Regions from separate parts of the Mus musculus genome. Here region 2 is linked to region 1. The links are chromatin contacts, called in public promoter capture Hi-C maps. All regions are on one chromosome and are shown on one strand. The core of a region is the stretch at or near the end of the contact, and the rest is flanking DNA. Distances in the headings are between cores, read along the strand shown. Region 1 overlaps Lmf1 (lipase maturation factor 1). Region 2 holds the start of Metrn (meteorin, glial cell differentiation regulator).

Region 1 (3,183 bases), core at 535-3,034:
TGGCAGACCTAAAGGGAGCAGAGTGACCTTCAGTCTCCTACGACCCTCTTGCTCTAAAGCCTGGGAAGGAGAACGTCATGATGCTGGAATGTTCCAGGCTGATACCTTGGGCTCACAATGAGTGGGGATGAATGTTCCTGTCCAGCAGCTCCCGACTGCAATTTCTGCTTCTTAAAAAACTCCCGACGGGCAAAGGAAACCACATACAGGAAAAGCCATGCCACGAGTCTGCTTTGGATGCCTACCCTCTGGCTTGGCATAGCACGCCTGTGGCCTGAAAGGGGCTGAGGTCCCTTTGTACCCCCCCTCAAGGCTTGATGGGGTCTAAAGCTATGTTGGCATTTGCAGGAATGGTATAAGGTGGGGCTGCTCCTCTCTTGCCAGAGCTGAATTCCTGATGGGAATGCCCAAGAGCTCTGCAAGCTGTCGGGGGTACACGGCACACGTTAGTGTTGGAGCGACTGCTGCCTATCCAATTGTAACCCCTGTCTTATGTGATGTAAGTAAGGCTCTACAGCTTCCTAAGGCCCACTTGTTTCCAAGCAGAGGGCACAGCCCATGGTCCCCCATCCTTGTGGAGTGGACCAGTGGCACTCGCGAACACAGCGTGTTATTGACTGAACTCCAGGCTACAGCCCTCTCCTGGCTCAGCTCTACCAACACATGAAATGCTGCTACGAAGAGATGGCACTGCTCTGAAAGACCGGCTCAGTTGTGGGAAGCCCTCTGTGACACTGAGAGTGCGGATGGTGTGGGGACCTCTAATGAAGATGCCCTGGCTCTGCACTTCCAGGACAGAGCTTTTCACTTGCAAGCACTGCTCAGTGTGCCCTGAGATGATCTGGAGTCAGCGGGACCTGGGGCATGATGACCACCCAGCACTTCCAGGCTGGAAAGGAACTCCCACAAGCGTTAGGGAAGGTCCATCTGTTCGCCCAAGAACCGAGAAAATGCAGCCTCCAAGCAAACAGCCACGTGCTAACAGGTTGCTCGTGCATATGTGTGTGGGAATGGGTATGGCAGATGGGCCCAGCATAGTCCCTAGATGGTGGAGACAGGTGTGTTAAAAAGCCTTGGTTTAGCAAAGCTCAGGGTAGCACAGAGCTAGGCAGAATCTGGGGTTTTACATTTTGAGAACCTTCAGCTAAGATCTGGTTCAAAACGACAGAAGCACCTCCTGTCCACAGGACTAGAGCTACCCTGACATGGCTAGCTCAGGCTGGAGCCAGAGTCCACCGAGCCCTGGACACCCAAGGTCTTACAGTATGGTTTCACCAAAACACCACCACTACATGCCTCAAACTGACTCCTGGTCTAAGAGGTTAACTGGGAGATGTGTGTGAAAGCAGCAGCAATTTCTACTACAGCGTATGCTGCATAAATACTTAGAACAATCTGCCTCTTTGTAAAAGCATCGGTTTTCCTTCTAGAAGCTCCGGGCCTCTTTTAGCTGCTAATCCCTGCAGATTCACTAGTCTTCCCGATGGCTCTGGACAGGTCTGATGCACTGTCTCCTTGTTGTCAAGCAACGTGATGCGGTGGTGTCCTGCTGCCTGCATCCACACAGTCTGTACACGTGCACATGGAGGACACAGCCGGATGCAACAAAGGCACTTGAGAAGAGAGATAAGCAGAGCTGTAAGGCTTTTGCGCTACGTCCCTTGAAAAGGACCTCAGCACCTATGCATAATAACTTTTGATGGGCTACCAAGAACGGATGAGAGGGTTCTGAAAAGCCCTCAGCTGTGCTGGGCTGTGATGCTTTCTTTAAGCCTCTGAGGGTCATGGGCTGTGTGAGACAAACAGCTGTTGAATGGGGATCCAAAGAGGCTGCCAGGGCCCAGTCTGGGACAGCTATACGAGAGGTCTGCAATTGGGGATCAAAGGTCATGACACAGCAGGCATGAGGTCCAAAGATTCCCGTGATGTCTCTGAGCAGAGTCAGAGGTCAGCCCTTCTGAGTGTCCTGGGGGCTGATGGGCAGGCAGGAAGAAAGCCCCCTTTCTCTAGCTCTGCCCACGCTAATGCAATAAAGCCAATTAGAATGATTGCTCTCATTTCTGAGTTAGGATGCCCAGGACGAGGGAAATGGTAGGGACATCCGTTCCGTTCTGTCTTCACAGGCACTCTGCATTCCAGCATTTATTTCATTATATTTAATACGATTTTACCAGTGGCACTCCAACTCCGAGAAAAGGGTCCGGCAACTTCAAAGCCTGTTTTTGTCTTGGTTCCTCAGCAGCCGCCCTTCCCTGCTACCAATGTCTCCACCCTGCTTGCTAACTGTTGAGAGCCGCCCACGAGCCCACACTTCCGTGGCCTGAGCATCATCTCCTGAAGCATCCTGGGGGGCGGTGCATGCTAACATGGAAACTGCTTTTAAAATTATCCTGGTTCATCCCGTTCAGAACAGTCCCTGGGCTGTGACGTAAGCACAGCCAGCCTCCCAGCTAACAGAGACTTGGCTTTGCAGCTGTCCTGGGGACCCCACCTCCTAACAACCTGGAGCTGCGGGCTGACTGAGTGGCCCTGCTCAGAATGGGGCACGAGCAGAAACAGATTTCCTTCCACGTGAAAAATGTCCCACGAGGAAACATCTCAGGGGTTCTCTGTGTGCTGCACATCTGGCCTCACCTCAGCCCATGAACATCATCTGCAGGCATACCACTTAGCCCAGGCTATACTCTGTCTAGGAAGGGACAGGCATCACCCAGAGCTGACTGGGTGCTTTTGGGTGTCTCCATGACTGCTGTCCACTCCTGGGACCTGCTGGCTTTTTGTGGCAGCTGCTGAGTAAGCTCTTGAGTCAGGCTGGGCGAGGTTTAGAACATTCTGGACACATTGCAGGCAGCCCTGGGGCCATCTCTTGTTTCTCCAGCAGGAGCTGCTCTATGGCCAAACTTATCAGCCGGCTCTTTCCTCCCAGAGTGTATCTCCCACTCAGTTCTCGGAGTCACTTGATTGCTTCCTCTCCCACTCACTGCGCAGGTCTTCTCTGGTCACCTCTGCTCTTTGCTGAGTTGTCTTGGCTCTGAGAGGTCCTCTATGGCCCCAAGTCCTAAGTGGCATGAGACTTCTTTAGATGCTGCTAGAGGGCAAGAGCCATGACAACTCTCAAGGCAACACCTGCCTGGCTACTTCATTCAGACACAGCTGATCTTGAGTCCTGCCCAAGTCCTCTCC
Region 2 (2,828 bases), core at 249-2,748, 170 kb before region 1:
AGTTCTGGTCACTCTCACCTTGTGTCATTTTGACTCTCTGGACTGGGGCAAGGAGCCATCTGAGCCTTCTTATTGGTCAAAGAGGGCCTGGGAGGCAAGGAGAAAGTAGTCAGTGTTTGAAGCTCCTCCCCAGATTGCCAGTGGGATCACTGGATCTCATCTGTCTCTGAGCGCAGGTCCAGGCCAACCGGAAGGGTTTCACTCGGAACCTGGAGGATCCAGAAACAGAGCCCTGGGGGTGGGAGAGAGAGAGAGAGAGAGAGAGAGAGAGAGAGAGAGAGATCCTTGGGGACCTGCCAAGGTTCTTCTTCTATTTTCCATCTCCTCCACCCTCCCTTCGGTCAGATCCAAAGGACAAGCTGCTCCAAGGAAGCTCTTCCCCATTGGGGGGTTTCACAGTGGCTCTATTTTATTTTAAGAGGTTCTCGGGGGGGGGGGGATAGGGGATTTTCAGAGGGGAAACCAGGAAAGGGGATAACATTTGAAATGTAAATAAAGAAAATATCTAATAAAAATATTTTTTTAAAAATGAACAACAAACAAAACAAAACAAAAAAAAGAGGTTCTCATGTAGCCCACACTGTCCTTGAATTCACTATGGAGCCAAGGATGCCCTTGAACATCTGAGCTGCTTCCTTTACTTCCTGCCCGCTGGGATTACAGGCAAGACCCACTACACTCTCAGTTTAACATTATTTTAAAGATCAAAGCCAGGGGTGTATGCCTGTGTGGTAGGTGCTCTATAACCTAGCTACATCCTCAGGCTGCCTGGGATATCTTTCTGATTCCCTTTCGGTTGATCTTGACTGTAGGAATGGCCTGTACTTTGGCACCGGCAGACTACCAGGCTTTGTCAGTCAGGTGGGTCCCTAGGCAGGTCCTCTAGAACGCCTCATTTTTTTCTTAGTATCCATTTAACATTGGAGGAGTGTGTAGTTAGGTCTGAGAATGTATGGTGGCAGAAGGAGATCCACACTACCCACGCTACTCCTTCCAGACCTAGCCAGTATTCTTTCTTTTCCCCAAACCGAAGGTTTGGCCTAGCTCCATGCTCCAGGCCCTCTGTACCCTCCCTTATGAGATGCAGTAACACAGGGGTTTTAATCTCTTTTCCTTAAGTACCAGCAGCAGGATACCAGTGTTCAGATTTTGGCTGCAGACTCTACTACTTCTCTTACAAAGTCCCACTGCCCCGAGGTCCACTGAAGGTAAGGGGTGGACAGCCTTCCAGATTCCAGTCGACAGCGAACCCCACCAACCCACCAAACGTTCCTATTGGGGATCTCCAAATGGGGAAACAGGAGCGCTTTCTACATCAACCCTGCCTTGGACCGAGCTCCCGCCTTGAGCCCGCCCCACCCCCTCGAGGGTGCTGCAATTGGAGGAAAGTTCTGCGGCTTGTGGCGATTGGTCCGAGAGCAAAGGCCCCGCCCCCTAGCCCCGGAGCTCAGAGGGGGCAGCGGCGAGGGGTCGCCGGTTGTGGGGACGCGCCGGGCCGGGCAGCCGCGCCGCGGGCTGCTCGCGCTGCGGCCCCGACCCTCCCGGGGCAGCAGTCCGAGGCCCCGGCGCGTCCCCTAACCATGCTGGTAGCCACGCTTCTTTGCGCGCTCTGTTGCGGCCTCCTGGCCGCGTCCGCTCACGCTGGCTACTCGGAAGACCGCTGCAGCTGGAGGGGCAGGTACCAGGAGGGACTGCGGGGAGGGTTGTGGGTTTATTTATTTATTTATTTTATTTTATTTACTTCTTGGGTTGGAGGGTTCCCTCCCACTTGGAACTGAGGAAACGCAGACTTCAATGTCCTGTTACACAGAGTAGAAGCAGATGTTGGTAGCCGCGGGAAAAGGGATGAGCGGGCTAGGGAACGAGGGTCACCCACCTGAGAACCACCGTCCTGTCCCCAGCGGTTTGACCCAGGAGCCTGGCAGCGTGGGGCAGCTGACCCTGGACTGTACTGAGGGCGCTATCGAGTGGCTGTACCCAGCTGGGGCGCTGCGCCTGACCCTGGGCGGCCCCGATCCGGGCACACGGCCCAGCATCGTCTGTCTGCGCCCAGAGCGGCCCTTCGCTGGTGCCCAGGTCTTCGCTGAACGTATGACCGGCAATCTAGAGTTGCTACTGGCCGAGGGCCCGGACCTGGCTGGGGGCCGCTGCATGCGCTGGGGTCCCCGCGAGCGCCGAGCCCTTTTCCTGCAGGCCACACCACACCGCGACATCAGCCGCAGAGTTGCTGCCTTCCGTTTTGAACTGCACGAGGACCAACGTGCAGAAATGTCTCCCCAGGCTCAAGGTCTTGGTGTGGATGGTGAGTGATTATGAGACTGGCTGGGTGTCAGAAATTGGCCCTCCACACTGACCTGATGGGACTGGGCCTTGCCACCCCATTGCATGGAGAGTCCTTCTGTAGCTTGACAGAGGCCACTCCGGTGGAGAGCATAGTGGCTTCCAGGTCGTAAGGAGGTGAGTTGGAAGTGCCCCCGCCTTTCTCTCCTCCTCCTCTTAAAAGATTCGGTTTAGGAAAAGAGCAGGAGGGGGCAAATGCCCGAGAGGCCAGCCCTGGGTCTCTGGTTTCTGAAGGATTGGGGGAAGGGTTAAGCTGAGGCAGAATCAAAGCCTATGGCCAAGGCTGTCCAGGGCTCCCTGGCCTGGTGGTGACCTCCTTCCCCTCCCCCCAAGCCCAGCCAACAAAAGTCCAGTGTGCCTCTTCGTCACCATGGAGACTGCCTGCCCTGCCTCCCTGCAGGGCACCAGGCCCAGTGCTTTGCTCTTCTGGAACTTGTAGCCTGACCCTGCAGGGAATGAATGGCTCTCTGACTGTTCTGCCCTAGCTA

Evidence for each region. Promoter capture Hi-C pulls out the DNA fragments that hold promoters and counts their contacts.
Region 2: a contact with region 1 is called in a promoter capture Hi-C map of hippocampal neurons, with 3 times the contacts expected there. The contact joins the promoter of Metrn here to the enhancer-like site in region 1. A contact is called at or near these places in 2 of 39 promoter capture datasets (hippocampal neurons and neural stem cells), 4 of 484 Hi-C or Micro-C datasets (the G1E-ER4 cell line, the N1E-115 cell line and cortical neurons) and 2 of 9 other capture datasets (adipose tissue and pancreatic islet).

What each region holds. Positions count from the first base shown.
Region 1 is chr17:25,623,277-25,626,459 of GRCm38.p6, reverse strand. The region is part of intron 4 of Lmf1 (lipase maturation factor 1); the gene reads right to left. Among named protein-coding and RNA genes, the nearest start is that of Lmf1, 46 kb to the right of the region's middle. Within about 2 kb of position 1,784, at least 28 of the 459 cell types and tissues checked have an H3K27ac peak or open chromatin away from gene starts, as enhancers often do. A contact at or near this core is called in the N1E-115 cell line, cortical neurons and hippocampal neurons, where this site is marked.
Region 2 is chr17:25,795,715-25,798,542 of GRCm38.p6, reverse strand. It overlaps Metrn (meteorin, glial cell differentiation regulator), which reads left to right and starts at 1,498. Exons shown (of 4, transcript NM_133719.2): 1 at 1,498-1,678; 2 at 1,902-2,302. The coding sequence starts at 1,581.